Regions from separate parts of the Mus musculus genome. Here region 2 is linked to region 1. The links are chromatin contacts, called in public HiChIP or PLAC-seq maps. All regions are on one chromosome and are shown on one strand. The core of a region is the stretch at or near the end of the contact, and the rest is flanking DNA. Distances in the headings are between cores, read along the strand shown.

The links. HiChIP or PLAC-seq counts read pairs in DNA pulled down with a chosen protein or histone mark.
Region 2: a FOXA1 HiChIP or PLAC-seq map of pancreatic cancer cells shows a contact between it and region 1. The contact joins the promoter of Pdlim7 here to the promoter of Arl10 in region 1. A contact is called at or near these places in 1 of 484 Hi-C or Micro-C datasets (B cells) and 1 of 115 datasets of contacts at active chromatin or transcription factors (pancreatic cancer cells).

The regions. Positions count from the first base shown.
Region 1 is chr13:54,571,721-54,579,627 of GRCm38.p6, forward strand. Arl10 (ADP-ribosylation factor-like 10) reads left to right here and starts at 3,327. Exons shown (of 4, transcript NM_019968.3): 1 at 3,327-3,557; 2 at 4,030-4,228; 3 at 7,073-7,248. The coding sequence starts at 3,375. It overlaps Gm24195 (predicted gene, 24195), which reads left to right and starts at 6,419; the gene lies at 6,419-6,501.
Region 2 is chr13:55,509,810-55,517,716 of GRCm38.p6, forward strand. It overlaps Pdlim7 (PDZ and LIM domain 7), which reads right to left and starts at 3,637. Exons shown (of 13, transcript NM_001114088.2): 1 at 3,558-3,637; 2 at 2,503-2,609. The coding sequence starts at 2,598.

The sequences.
Region 1 (7,907 bases), core at 2,077-4,576:
GACTCCGTCTTTTATTTGGGTCTTAACATAGATGCCAGGTGATCATGCTGGTGAGGAGCACGTGGGAAGTATAAGCTGGGAGTGTGTGGTGGTTGCCATGACAACAGATGCAAGAGGGTCCTTGTTGCCCAGGGATGACATCATTCCTGGATTTAGAGGCTGACCTTGAAGCAGCTTCTAATGCCAACAGTACCTCCTTTGAGGGGAGTCTGAAAAGTCACAAGGTTTTGGCACCCATTTCAATCTTTTTCCAAACATGAGACTCAGAACTAGTGGCTGAGAGCTGCCTGCAGTGGTTACTGCTGGAAGCTGCTGGGACTCCAGGATACTGGCCTGTGAAGGAGTGGTTCATGAGTCAAGTGCTTTAATATTGTCTATTAGAGAGAGAAAGAGAAGGGCTGGAGAAATGTCTCAGAGTTGAAAGCACCAACATGGTTGCTGTTCTAGAGGGTCAGGGTTCGCTATCCAATCCAGAACCCACATTGCTCATAGCCCTCTGTAACTCCAGTTCCCACATCCCCTTCTGGTGTTGCAGACACCAGACATGGATGTGATATACAAATATACCTGCCAAGCAAACACACATACACATAAAATTTAAAGATAAATGTGATTTTTTTTTGAAAGAGAAACTTTCAAAGTGGAATGGGTTCCAAGAGAGGGTATGGTTCAGATTTCAAGAGGTAGGTGTTTTTAAAGCCGGGCGTGGTGGCACTCGCCTTTAATCCCAGCACTCGGGAGGCAAAGACAGGTGGATTTCTGAGTTCAAGGCCAGCCTGGTCTACAAAGTGAGTTCCAGGACAGCCAGGGCTACACAGAGAAACCCTGTCTCGAAAAACCAAAAAAAAAAAAAAAAAAAAAAAAAAAAAAAAAAAAAAAAGTAAAGAGGTAGGTGTTTTAAAATGGTTACAAAACAAGGCAACAGTGGATAGGAGGTAAAAAGATAACTTGAACTTTCCTTGTGTACAAAATGATGGTTTTCCCCCAGCACCAGAGCTCTCTCATGAAGAACTAGAATTATCAAAGGTCATCAAGCAAAGGGGCTTTAATCCATGCACTACTTTCGATCCGAGTCAGACCATGAACAAAAGTTAGAGTCAGGTCTTACTGAGGCCGATCTCTAACTGCCTTACTTTCTCTTTCTCCTCCTTCAGTTTCCGGGGAGGGATACATTTCAATTTCTCAGGGTCCATTGTGCCAATAGTCTGATAGCAAAAGTGAAGGGTGTATATAAATGTTCCCAGTGTGTGTGTGTGTGTGTGTGTGTGTGTGTGTGTGTGTGTGACTGGAGAGGTGGCTCAGCACCTTAGAACACTTATCACTTTTGCAGAGGACTCAGATTCAATTCCCAGAGTCCAATATGACAGCTCGAAATCATGCATTAACTCCAGTTCTAGGGGCTGCGGGATCCTCTTTTGACCTTGGGAGGCACCAGGCACTCCAGTGGTATGCATTAGAGGAGAGGAGAGGGAAAGGGAAAGGGGAAGGGAGAGGAGGAGAGGGGGTGGGAGGGGAAGGGAAAAGGGAAGGGAAGGGGAAAGGGAAGGAAAGGGGAAAGGGAAGGGAAGGGAAGGGAAGGGAAAAGGGAAGGGAAGGGAAGGGAAGGGAAGGGAAAACGGAAGGGAAGGGGAAAGAGAACGGAAGGGGAAAGGGAAGGGAAAAGGGAAGGGAAGGGGAAAGGCAAGGGAAAGGGAAGGGGAAAGGGAAGGGGAAGGGGAAAGGGAAGGGAAGGGGAAGGGGAAAGGGAAGGGAAGAAGAAAGGGAAGGTGAAGGGAAGGGGAAAGGGAAGGGATTGGGAAAGGGAAGGGAAAGGGAAGGGAAAGGGAAGGGGAAGGGAAGGGAAGGGGAAGGGGAAGGGGAAAAGGGAAGGGAAAGGGAAGGGAGATCTCTCTCCTGCTCTGCAAATAGTAATTTCTGAATCAATGGTTCTCAACCCACAATCACAAGCTTTTACATTGCAATTCACAACGGTAGCAAAATTAGAGTTACCAAGTAGCAAGCAAAGAAAATCTTATGGTTGGGGTCACCACAACATGAGGAACTATATTAAAGAGTCACCATGAGGTTGAGTGCCACTGAGAGTAAAACCTTTCAGAGTGCTCTATTCTGCTACCTCCAGACTTCTATCAAATAAGCAAAATGAACCTCCCCCAAAGAGGTGTTGCTATTGAGATTTTTTTTTTATAGAGGTATTTTGCCTGCTTGTATATCTGGGCACTGTGGGCATGAGTGTGCATGGTGTTTGCAGAAGCCAGATAAGATCTGCAGTTACAGAAGGTTGGGAGCAGCTGTGTGAGTTCTCGGAGTAGAACTCATCAGGTCCTCTGAAAGAGCAACCAGTGCTCTGAACCAGTGTCATCTCTACAACTCCGATAGAGGTATTTTTTAAAACTAAGAAACAAAGCCGGGCGTGGTGGCACACGTCTTTAATCCCCAGCACTTGGGAGGCAGAGGCAGGCGAATTTCTGAGTTCAAGGCCAGCCTGGTCTACAGAGTGAGTTCCAGGACAGCCAGGGCTACACAAAGAAACCCTGTCTCGAAAAACCAAAAACCAAACCAAAACAAAAAACCCTAAGAAACAAGAAGTCAAGACAGAAGGGGAAGCAGCATAGATATGTAGCCAAAAGTAAGGGGGCCCAAAAAGAACAGAGGTTAGGGCACAGAGAAACTGGCTAAGGAGTGTGTAGTGTGCGTGCTACTTTAAAGAGGCAGGCATAGCTGGACACTGGGACACTCTCTCCCATTATCCCGCAGACGCAGTGAAGGCCAAAGGACTGCTGTAGCTTGGGGCACCATTTTTTTTCCTGTTTCTCTTCTCTCTGATGCAGTACTTGGAAGCCCTGCAGTCTCTGGGAGTGGCTGACAATGTGATTGCTCTGAACTTTCCTTGCCAGACAGACATTCTTCATTGCTGTGCACAGTAAGCCACCAAAGGTTTGGAGAAACTTCTTCCTTCTGCCATCCCACTGGCGTATGATCCCATATAATTAGTTTCGAGATTTCTCTTTTTTGTGGTCCTGAGAAATACCCAGGTGACATAGATTGGGTTTAAATGCCAAACTAGACTATGGTGCGACCTTGAGCAACTTAATACCTGCTAAGTCTCAGTGTTTCCTTCTCTGAAGGGACTCAACAGGTCCGCACAGCCTCACTTCTACCACACTGGTCAGGGAGTGGAAGATCCATCCTGGACCGAACCCCTACTCGGAAAGCCCATCCCACCCTAGTGCCCCTTCCCCACCGCAATACAAGCGCAGCCTTCGCTGGCAGCGAGCAGTGCATTGTGGGGCTTGTAGTGTGGCGGGGTCCGGCGGGTGGGCGCGGCCACAGCTCCATCTTCCACCGCAGGCTGGTCGGTCTTGCTCCCAGGCCAAATGGCGCCGCGGCCGCTGGGCCCCTTGGTGCTGGCTCTGGGTGGCGCCGCAGCCGTGCTGGGCTCTGTGCTCTTTATCCTCTGGAAAGCTTACTTCGGCCGCGGCCGGGAGCGGCGCTGGGACCGGGGCGAGGCCTGGTGGGGCGCGGACACTGCCCGCCTCCCTCAGTGGGACGAGTGGGAGGTGAGTGCGAGCCGCCGAGGTCAGGGAGGCCTACGCATGCTGTGAGCGCGGAGTGCAAGCGCGAGGGCCCGGGCAGGGCATCGGGCTCGGTAGCCCCGTGGGCGCGGTAGGAGCCAGCCAGGCGACAGTGCAGTAAGCGCAGTGGCGCCGCCCCGGGGATCCCTGGTAGAGCCCTCATTCCCGGTGCCGGATAATCGTGAGATCTTGGGATTGTCTTGGGTTTACTGTTCGTGGAAGCCAAGGATTTATGATGAGAAAGATTGTGCGCGAAATCATGAGGAGTCAAAAAGAAAAGTGAGACTTTTAGTTTAGGACTCAAAAAGCAGCTCCTGCCCTGCAATGTCAGACCACAGGTGCCTGCCCCGGGACGCGTGGATGGCGTGCAGGGGCACCGTGGTGCACTTCGTTGTCCCTAGGGAAGGGAGGGTCAAGAAGGAGGTTGGGGATTGCAGCCTTCGTCTCTGTCCCACAGCCCGAGGACGAGGAAGATGAGCCGGCCTTGGAAGAGCTGGAGCAGCGGGAAGTGTTGGTGCTGGGCTTGGATGGCTCAGGGAAAAGCACGTTCTTGCGCATGCTGGCCGGGAAGCCACCGGTGGAAGGCCACGTCCCTACCTGGGGCTTCAACTCTGTTCGGCTGCCTACCAAGAATTTCGAGGTGGACCTGTTAGAGAGTGAGCAAGAGACACACTCCCCCTTCTCCCTGTCCTCACTGATGCCCCAGGGCCTAGATTATTTGGAGATTATCATACAATGCATTTCTAATCAGGACATTTCCCCTTTATGAAACCCTTCCTGCTTCTCTTCAGGGCACAAGATACAGAACATTCTAACACTTAGGATTTTTCCTTATCCTGTGTATCCAAATGGTCCACCTACCTTTCACCACACATGCCTTACACTGGCAGACTAACAGCTAAGGGTTCATATGCCAGGTATTTGACAAACACTGCTTATAAAATACCCCACACAACTCCACAAAACTGCCATCAGTTAACCTGCCTGTTAGATACATGTACAAACAGGTTTCTGACAAGCTAGATCACGAAAGGTTTCCCCCAGTGTTCCAGTGTTCTGGCTGCCTGAAGAGGGCATCGGATCCCCCTATAGATGGTTGTGAGCCACCATGTGGTTGCTGGGGTTTGAACTCAGGACCTCTGGAAGAGCAGCCAGTGCCCGTAATGGCTTAGCCATCTCTCCAGCCCGGTGTTCTCATGCAGCAGGTCCTCCTGGCCCTCACGAAGGGGACTTGTTTCTTACCTGTTCTTTGCATGCATCTCTCTGCTTGGAACACTTGACAAACTACTACCACTCATTCTGAGCTATAGTGTCTTTTCTTCCATTAGTCGGGGTTTTGTCATTTGTTTGAGATGGTTTCATGGCATTGAGGCTGGTCTTGAACACTCGAACCTTCCTTCTCCACCATCTGAGTGCTAGGGTTACAGGTACACACGGCCACAACCAAGCCTCAAGTGTGATTTGTGAATGACATCTTTTGAAGCTTACCTTTGAAGTCTGGCCTCTGCCTGACTCTGGTCCCCTCCTGCTGCAGGATTTGTCACTCACCCTCTGTCCCTGATGAGGCCAGGAACACTGTGGTCACAGAGTGTATGATCCATTTCTGGCCCAAAGGCTCAGCCCTCTAATAGGTACCCGAGGGGGCTTATTGAGTGAGTGGTCTGAGAGGCGACTGAGGAGCCCTACCTGTAGATGTAGGAGTCTTGGGATTTTGGACTTCTCCACCTGGGTCTAGCCTCAGTCTCTGAGGAGTTAGGAGGGACTTCGAGGCACAGGACTAAAACTGTGAAGCCTGGGTGTGCTTATTTAAGCACTAGGGATAGAGTTGAGCTTTGAGAGCCGAACTCTTAGCCTGAGTGGGTCTCGTTCTTAAGCATTTGTGGTCTGGTCATGCCTGGCCATACCTTTTCTCCCAGGTCGTAGCAAACATTGATCTTTACTTAGGACCACCCATCAAGCTTTCTCTGTCTCTTCTTGAGCCAAAGGACAGGAATTCAGTGAGTGCCTGACAGAAGGAGCGTTCACTTTCCCACCCAAGTGAGGTGTTCTCACAAACCCATGTTCTGACGGACATCAGGATTCAGACCCAAATGGCTGTCAGGCCTGTTGGTTCACACCTGTAATCCCAGCCCTCCGGAGGCGGTGGCAGGAAAGCTGTCAATCAAGTCCTAGAGCTTTTTTCCCCCACAACAGTCCCTTCACGTGGTCTCGGCATCGTGGCTTGGGGATCAGCTGAGAATGCACACTGTGGCAGAACTGGCAAGGGAGCACATTTATTACTGGCAACACCTTCCTTAGTGCACCACCTAGGAAATCGAATGTATCGGTTCTGTCCGCGGTACACTTGCATAGCCTGGCCTACTCCGAGGGCTGCTGTCTGCTTCAAGCCCCTTTCGTCTCTCCCATTTAGAACTACAGTTGCTCCCTTGCAGATCGTCCCATGGAGTCAGCGACTGGTATCTTTCAGAAACATGGTCTGGACCCTTTTCTCCTCTCTCTCTCTCTCTCTCTCTCTCTCTCTCTCTCTCTCTCTCTGGAGGCCCCTTGCTTGTCACGTTTTCCCTTCCGCGCATGCGTGGAGCTTGTTCTTTGTGCTGCCCGAGATGCTTGCTTTTGCTTCTTCCTGTGGCTAGCTCCTCATCCTCCTCTCCGCTCACACCCAGCCTCCTTGAGGAGACATTTCCAGATCGCCCAACCCAAGACCAGCAGCACACTCCGGCCACTTCCCCTTGTTTTCCCTTGGTTTTGATTCCGTGCTTTCTAGAATATGTCTTATCTGGTTGCCTGGTCCATTCTGGCTAGGGAGGGAGTTCCTAGAGAGCCGGGACTCCAGCCTGATACCCAGCACCCAGGTGAGTGCTTGGCACCTGGTAAGCACTCAGTAAGTATTTGATGAGTGCCTACTGTGTGCCAAGACATTGTGCTGAGGCTTTTGGGGGGATTTAGAGTGGAGAGAGAGAGAGAAGCAGAACCGGATTGGGGTGCAGGGTAGCCAAGAGGAACTGAGCAGAGGGGCAAAGAGGAACAGAAAGGCAGCCCAGGCGCGGGCGGACACTGTGGCTAATGTCGTTTGGCACGACTCTGTACAGTGTTCCCGAGGGAGGGAGAGGAAGGGATGACAAGCCTGAGTGGGACTGAGTTGGGGGTAGTGGTACACTGGCAAGGCATGGGACTCTAGCTTTTCTAGGCTTAGGGATCCCTGGTTTCCCATCAGTTATCATTGACCAGGGAGGGAGCTAGGAACTGATAAGAGGCAAGGAAGCCCAGCAACTACGGCCCAATGCAGCCGGTGCCTTTGGGGGTCTGCTGAGACCTCTTTGTTCAGTAAGAGACTGGTACACTAGGGTAGCGCCCTCTCAGGAGATCTGACTGGCTCTGGGCTGTGGCAGCTTCTTTGTCCCTGACTAGTGGACCCTTAGGATCCGGAAGTGGGTTGGGGCTATGGGCAGAGCCATGCTACAGGGAGCTCTGCTCTGAGCTGACCCTTGGCCTCTCTTCAGTTGGTGGCAGCCAGAACCTGCGCTTTTACTGGAAGGAGTTTGTCAACGAGGTGGACGTGCTGGTGTTCATGGTGGACTCGACTGACCGGCTAAGGCTGCCCTGGGCTCGGCAGGAGCTGCAGAAACTGTTGGACAGGGATCCGGATCTGCCTGTTGTTATAGTGGCCAACAAGCAGGTGAGTGCTATGGGAGGTGAGCCAGTTGGTCTTCTCACTGATGCCTGGGCATAGGATTGCATGGCATAACCAGCCAGTGCCTGACATACTGTCCCCGCCCTCCCCTTTCCACTTCATCCTTCCTTCCGGTTTCTTTTCTCAGTCCCCCTATCTTCTGTTACCCTTTACAGATGTGATGCCAGCCGCAGTCTTCAGTACTTTATTTTCCTGGATTTTTTTGAGACATCTGTCTTGAATACTTTATGCAACCCAGGCTGGCTGGAACTCATAATTCTGTCCCTAAGTTCTGGGATTGTAGGTGTGTACCACCACACCTCCCTTAAATGACATTATTGGCCTTATGCAAGGTATACAATACTGTTTCCGCTTTATTGGTGGGGCCACCACAGCTCAGGGTGACATAATAGAGGATGGTGGTGCTGGGATGCCTGCACTGAGCTGAGAAGTGGGGTACATTAAGTAATGGGAGCACAATGTTCAGGCACAGTGTGAACACCTGACAGCCATCACCCCGCTTTCGTCCCGCCACACCCCATGATAAGCTCTGTTGTTTCTTTAAAAAAAAAAAAAAAGATTTATTCACTTACTTTATGCATATGAGCACACTGTCGCTGTCTTCAGACACACCAGAAGAGGCCATTGGAACCCATTACAGAGGT
Region 2 (7,907 bases), core at 2,387-4,886, 940 kb after region 1:
TAGCAGAGGAGAGAGCTGGTGAGTCACAGCCTTCTTTACCTGATAACATACGGTAAGAATAGAATCTCACAGAACACCTAGGCTCGACACCAAATCTTCCAACACCCTTGCAGGAGTCTGGGGATACACCCTGTTCACACTCAGAAAAAAACTGAATTACAGATCACCTGAACTCGGTCTCCAGCTAGCAAGGGGTGCAGCCAGGATTTGGGCCTGACTGGAAGGCTCCACTACAATAGGGCACAAACGAGAGACCAACACACCCAGTAAAGACGCTGGGATAGCCAGATGTATGGCCTACACCCAGCACTGGGGAGGCAGAGGCAGGTGGATTTTTGTGAGTTCAAACCCAGCCTGGTCTGCGTAGTGAATTCCAGAGTGGTCAAGACTACACAGAGAGACCCTGCCTCAAAAAACTAGTAAAATTAATTAATTAGATAAAATCAGGGGAAGCAAAACAAGACTCTGGGGTGCCAGGCATGGTATACGTGTGATGCTAACACTCAGGCAGGCTAGGCAGAAGGACTGGCAGCTCAAGGCAAGATGCCCCCTCATTCCGTGGCTGTTTGGGGTCTGTATGTCCCCTCTCACCTTTGTTTCACTCCAAAGAGCCCCTAATAATGGGGACGGGGAAGTGACACTGTAAAAGGGAAATGACCTAGTCACAGGCATGGTGAGTCAGCACATGGAGACCTGGGTTAGCCACTCCTTCCTATACAGGCTGCTTCCTGAGAGGTGTGGGGCAAGACCAAGGTGGGGGGTCCTGGGAGGAGGAGCCACTGGCTCCCTGAAAAGGGGTGGAGACATGAGGGACCACTTCTCTCGTGGGGTACTCAAAATGTGAGGGCTAAGCTGGTGGTCAGAGCACCACAGGGAAAGAGAGGCTAGTGAGATTAAGGAGGGGAAAAGCCAGGGGACTGGACAGTGTTATGGGTGTGGGTGAGTCAGCCTGGGAGCTCCACTGAGCAGCCCAACCCCCAAATCCCAGACATTACCTCATCTTCCAGGCCTGGGCCCACAGCCAGCCCTAGCCCCTCCTTCCTCCCTCCACTCTGGGGTCAGGGGAGGGATAGCGGGCTGGCCCAATTTAGAAAAGACCACCCCACCCATCAGGGCCTAACTCACTCCAGGGCAGGACTCAGCGGGTGGCCCCACCCACAGGTTAAAGCTGCTGACAAAGGAGGCCAGGGGCCAGCAGGGGCCAGCAGAGTGCCCCCAAAAGGCAACATCTGCAGGGCCTTCCTTACCAATGAAGAAAACTTAAGACCTACACTACACTGGCCAGCACTTTCCCAGAGGGGAGGAAGAAACCCGTAGGATGTACGCGTGGGGGAAGGGTCTAGATAGCCCTTAGTCATCCTGCTGGTTGGAGCAGATTCCAAAGCAATTCCAGAGAAGGATTCTGGGAAGAACACAGCATGCATGCCTGCCTGCCCTGTCCACCATGTCTGGCTCCCACAGAGAGAACCAGCCTTGATACCCTACTCAGGCTGGGCAGTGCCTGGAAATTCTCAGGCCCCTTTGGGCTGGGCTTGCCCTGGGCTTCCTGCCAGCAGCTGCCTGCCTACACAGTGGCTGGGTGGGCCTCTCTAGGCAGGCGGATATCAGGGAAGGAAGTCCCTGCCCCCTTTTTGACCCCCTAGGCCAGTCAGAGATACCAAGCTGGAAGGCTGGGCACAAAGTTTGCTTTGAGTCCTACTGACACCAATGACTGAGGGCCAGGTAAGGGGCCTAGACTTAGGCCAGCCCTCTTGGGCTCTGTTGACTAGCCACTGCTGGCCATCCCAACTGGGGCCCGCATTCTTGGGCTTATAAGGTAATCCCCCTGCCTCAGGGAGGAGTCAGTTCCCAGCTCCACCCTCCTCACCAGGGTGGACTGAGGAATGGGAACAGGAATTCTACAGGCCAGCCTCACTACACCTAGGCTTGGGGTCAAAGGCCACACAGCCTGACTAGAGCCAGCTGACTGGGACTCAGTCCTCACACAGGGCGGGAAGAGTTCCCCGTTGGCCTTGACCGTACAGAGAGTACAAGCCGTTTTTGTGCCTCAGTTCAAACCCTTGCTCTGCAGTGGACTTACTGAATGGGCTCCTCCAGCCCACCAAGCTCTGTCACTTGGGGAAACAGGATGACAACTGCTATTCCTTGAATAACTGGAATTAAAGTTACATCCTGCTGGGGACCTGGCTCCACAGGCTGCTCTCCTAGCTAAGTAAGATACTTCTTGGAGACATCAGCCTCCAATACCGAAGGAACAGGCTCCCCCTTGTCACTCACAGATGGCTTGGTGGGAGAGCATCAAATACCATGTCAAAGTAGGGAAGTTGGGAGTGCCTCTCTACTCTCCACCTAGTTGGGAGTCCTGGTAGTTAAGTGTCCATTTGGACCTGGATACTCCTGCCTTATTGGTCCTGGCTTGCTCCTGCTGTTTCCTCCCATGATCCTCTGGAAACCTGAGCACCCAAGAACCCTTGGGGAGTTTGTTCCCCCACCTAGGCTCACCCGAGAGATAGAGAGGGGCACATTGAAGTCCTTGCCCCCTTGCAGACGGAAGCCCCAAGGGGCTGGCCCTTCCAGCACCACCTTGAAGGAATCCATCGTGCCTGCTCCTGTGAGGAAGAAGAGAAAGTGTCTGCAATGCAAATTGGCAGGCAGGTCCAGATCTGGGCACTAGCGTTGGCCAGGCACCAAGAAGGCACGGGCGGACGCTCAACACACACAGGCACTGGGAGGCAGGTATCTCAGCTGGCTTGGCTGGGCTCCTGGCAGGCCGACCTCTCACAGACAACAGACAAGGTGGTTCCCCACCCTGCCCCCTGCCACCGGGAGGGCCTGGAGAGGCCTCTCCGAGCTCAGGTGCTTTTCTCTTCCAGGGGTTGGCTGTGGGGCTAATTGGCACTGCTTTGCCCAAGCTAACCTGGAATCTCAGGAGGGTGGCGGGGTGAGTCAGGGGCCAGCTCCCCCTCCTTCCCCGGGTCCCGGCAGGCAGGCCGCCGCCGGAGCCTGCTCGGACTATATAAGGCGTGTAAGCTGACACTGTAGAGAGCCCGAGGAGGGAGCACGTTAGGGGCTCGGGATATGAGGGGGAGGGGTGGAGAAGGAGGACGCTGGAGCGGGTCCTAGCCATTTTGGGACAGGTCGAGGCTGCTGGTGGTCAGGGCGGGACCCCTGGTCTCTGAAAGGGGAAAAGAAAAACGGGGTACTGGTCCTGTAGAGAGCGACGGGGGCCGTGTCCCTTACGCACGGCCAGAGAGGGGATCCTTTCTGGAAGCCAGAGAAAGTGGTGCCACCCACGCACGATGCTCCCTTGCCAACATGACTCTGTTTCCCTTCGTCTCCCGCCCCAGCCCCGCGCTTGGCCGCGTCCCCACCGCACACAGTGGCGCAGGCGCCAATCAGCCCCACTTCGCCGCAGGAAGGCGGGGGCGGAGGCTGCGGCCGAAGCCAGCCGAGGGAATCTGGCACTCTTCACGACCACCCACGCCCTCCCCAGCGCCTCAGCGGGCCATAGGACCCCGTAGGGTGCAGGCCAGGAACCCCCTCGCGGACGCCGGTACCTGAGTGCCCGCCTGGGCCGCTGCCTGGCAGCCTCCGGGAGCAGCGATGGGATCCGCCGCTGCGCTCTGACCCCGCCTCCGCGGACGCCGCGCCTTTTGAGCCCGCGGAAGGGGGCGGAGCCCTAGGCCACGCCCTCCCCAGGCCAAACGAGTGGACATCCCGGGGTCGGTGGGAGGCCCCACCCAGTCAAAAAACCCTGAGTCTCCAGGAGAGGGAAGGTGAGATCGGGCACTTACCCTCGCCAGTCGGGTCGCTGCCCAGCCTGTGCCCCGCTTCAGGCTCTCGCCCAAGCCCCTTGCGCCTCCCACTGGCGGAGTGGAGGAAAGCATCCGTTTGAAACCCCAGAGTTGATTGATCTCTCACCGTATTCTCTTGTAGAGGAAAATGGCATGGTAACACTTTTCTGTTAGGGATACTGTTAGAGGTCAATATTGTCAGCATCATCAGATTTCAGATTCTCTAGGAACTGGAGAAGCGAGATAGGGTAGTTTCAAGTTAGGCTTCCTGGTGTTCGGGATGTAGCTTAGTGGTGGAGCTCAGTAGCTAAGCTCTCTGGAGGCCCTTGTTTCAGTCCTCAACACCAAACCCAACCAAAGGCTTGCAGGATATAACAAACAAGTAAATACATACATAGTAAGAGCCAACGGGGGCGGGCTTAGCGCCACTTGTTGTCTGACGGTGTAAGTAGAGTCCACAGCCATGGGACTTCCACCCAGAGCCCCCAGAACCACTATTGGAATGGATTGTTTCCCATTTAACCCCAGTCCAGAGTACACAGTTCTTCCAATGCGGTTGGGATGGAAGGGGCTGCCACGGAGTGTTCTCAGAGCCCCTGCTTTAGCCTCGGTCTTAGCCAAGGGTGGGCAGAAGGAAAAGCTGAGCTCTCCTGAATGTTTGAGTCAGTAGAGAGGTGCACAGCCTCCCCTTGCCCAGCCCCCCCATCATCACACCCCCTCTTCCCCATCATTGTCCCAAGTACATAAATTCTTATGGGAGTTGTCATCCTTGAAGAAATCCTCTTCAGGTGGGTCTCTGAGTTCAAGGCCAGACTGACTGATCTATGTAGTGAGTTCCAGGACAGCCAAGGCTACACAGAGAAACCGTGTCTCGAAAAACTGAAGAAAAAAAAAAACCAAAAAAACAAAACCACCCTCTTTAGCTATCTGCTATGCTTCTGTCTCCATCACGTTTCCCTCTTTGTCCCTCGTCCCCTATACTATTGACTCTTTCTCCAGGTCTTCTATGACCTCAATTAAGTCAGCTGCAGCCTTCAGGTTTCATCCTGTTCTGACAGGAATGCTGGTCTACACCAGGTTGATCAGGGGTTTTTTCTTTTTCCATTCCTTCATTTCTATCTTCTTCTTCCCACCCCCACCCCCCCAGATACAGCGCCTTCTTCTGACCTCTCTAGGCATCTGGTGCACACATAGCGCACATATGCATGCAGGGAAAACGCCCATACGCATAAAATAAGGTCTCCTTGGGTAGACTGGCTTGAACTTGCATGGGTTCCCAGATCTTCCAGCTCTTCCCTCCGGAGGGCTGAGATCATACCAAGCCCAGCAGCTTCCTCATCTAAAATCCCAATCTTTCTAGCTTCAAGGCTTCCTTCCCTCTATAACACTTCATCGGCCTCCAGTCTTTGGCCATTTGGTCATGAAACTCACACCTTAAGAGCCCTTACTCTCCTTTGGCTTTCAATAACACTGAAAATGGTCAGCCCGAGCTCTTTCCTCAAGAACTGCAGACACCAATAATGTATACCTTGTCTACGTGTCTGCCAGGAAGGTTTCTCAAACAATCCAAGTTTGTGCTTTCTTCTCACTCCTTCCTGGTCTCAGCCAATGACATCATTCACCTGGTTGGTTCCGCAGAACCTATGAAATTATATGTCTCTTCTCATCTACATCATCTCCCGATGTTCTCACAGCTAACCCTTGCTGCTGTTTCACCCATACACATAAAATAAGGTCTCCTTGTGTAGACTGGCTTGAACAGCAGCAGCTAACTCTTGCTGCTGTTTCACCTCCATCGAATGCTTCAACACCTACGAGCCTCCTTGCTGACCGCCCCGCTATCACCCTTGCCTCCCCCCACCCCACCCCCCAGTCTTCTTGCCGTTGCGGATGTGATATTCTTAAAACAGAGATCACACTTCATCTTTTTAGCATTCCAGTGGGCTCACACTCGATTTAAAATAAAACTAAAATCCTTAAGACCTACCCAAGACTAAGAAACTGGGTCAAGTGTTGGGCCTGGCAGCACAGGGCCTGTGTAATTCCAGCTACTGGGGAAAAGGGGGGTTACATGTTCAAGGCCAGCCTAGGCCATTTAATGAGACCCTGCTTCAAAATAAGTAAAAGGAGAAAAAAGAAAGAAAAGAAAAGAAATACAATAAAAATAAGGGAAAGGAGGAGGTTATGCTTAGCTTCTTGGGGAAGATGTTAAGTCTGACTCTCTAAGACATGAAAAAGAAATAAAACTGGCAGAGCTCTTTCACACTCGCCCACTCCACTTAGCCCACTCTGGCCCTGGTTCTACACCCCCAAGTATATTCTCGCCTTAGGGCCCCTTTGCATTTCACAATTTCTTTATCTTCAAACACTTTTTTTTTCTTTTTTAAAAAACATTTACTTGTTTATTTTCTATATATGAGTACACTGTCACTCTCTTCAGACACACCAGAGGAGGGCATCAGATTCCATTACAGATGGTTGTGAGCCATCATGGGGTTGCTGGGAGTTGAACTCAGGACCTTCAGAAGAGCAGTCAGTGCTCTTCTTCTTCTTTTTCTTCTTCTTCTTCTTCTTCTTCTTCTTCTTCTTCTTCTTCTTCTTCTTCTTCTTCTTCTTTTCTTTTTCTTCTTTTTCTTTTTCTTTTCTTTCTTTTTTCTTTTCTTTTCTTTTCTTTCTTTCTTTCTTTTTTTTTTTTTTTTGAGACACGGTTTCTCTGTGTATCCCTGGCTGTCCTGAAACTCACTCTGTAGACCAGGCTGGCCTCAAACTCAGAAATCCACCTGCCCCTGCCTCCCGAGTGCTGGGATTACAGGCATGTGCCACCACACCCCGCTGCAGTCAGTGCTCTTAACCACTGAGCCATCTCTCCAGCCCAACTATTTTTTTTTCTGTAGGGATCTAAAAGCCTTATTTTTTTTTTCTCTGTTTGAATACTGCCTCCTCCTGGGGTCTTCTCCGAGCACCCCATCTGGAACAGCAGTCCCCACTGGAGAGATGGCACAGCAGTTAAGAGCACCAGCGGATCTTTCAAAGGACCCAGGTTTGATTCTCAGAACCCACATGGTGGCTCACAACCATTTGTAATTCTAATTCCAGGGGGTTTCAGACACCCTCTGCTGGCTTCCCTGTGTACCAGGCATGTACATGGTGCGTAGATTATACATGCAGACAGACAAATAGAATAAACAAAGACATTTTAAATATTTAAAACAGCAGTTCCATGATACCATACCTGTATCATACCCTAGTCCTTTAACCTACTTTGTTTTCCCCATAGCACTTTCCACCCTGTGATATACTGTGCCCCTATTGTGCCTGCCCTCAGAACCTGCACGGAGTTGATATGATCAGATGAAGGAAGGCTTGCAAAGGTGCAATGAAGGAAAGAGAATGGCACTTCGACGGCTCCTGGCCATCTGCCGGCCGACAGGAAAGGCTTCCAAGGACCTTTCTTGCTCCACAGAAAGGCATGGGCCTGGGTGCATCTTTTTGGATCTTCTCAAGAACACACAGCCTCCAGGTTTGGAACAGGCAGGGACTAGGAAGGATACAGCGCCCTCTGGTGGCCAGGATCCCTGCAGCTCCATGGCCAGGTCTCTTAGTTCTGAAGGTCTTCTAAACTAGTTGGAAGAAGATGGAAATCCCCATGCAACTGAGACTTTGACTGTTTTTTGTTTTGTTTGTTTGTTTTTTGCTTTTTTTTTTTGAGACAGAGTCTTTTTTTAAAATATGTATTTATTTATTATATGGAAGTACACTGTAGCTGTCTTCAGACACTCCAGAAGAGGGAGTCAGATCTCCTTACAGATGGTTGTGAGCCACCATGTGGTTGCTGGCATTTGAACTCAGGACCTCTGGAAGAGCAGTCAGTGTGCTTAACCTTGTACATTCTGGAAAACTCTCTACCACTGAGTCATATCCCCAGCCCTGAAACTGGGATTTTTAATGAAGAAGAGGTTAACAGACCAAAGCCTCCAGAGTTCTGGATTCCAGTTTTGGTTATGACCAGGACTCCGGTGTGTCCTTGTTTTTGGTGAAGTAGCAAGGGCTGTGACTACCCACTGAGGGAGAAGGCCTCCATGCCGCAGCTGCTCAGGTGAGGTTTCCTGGCCT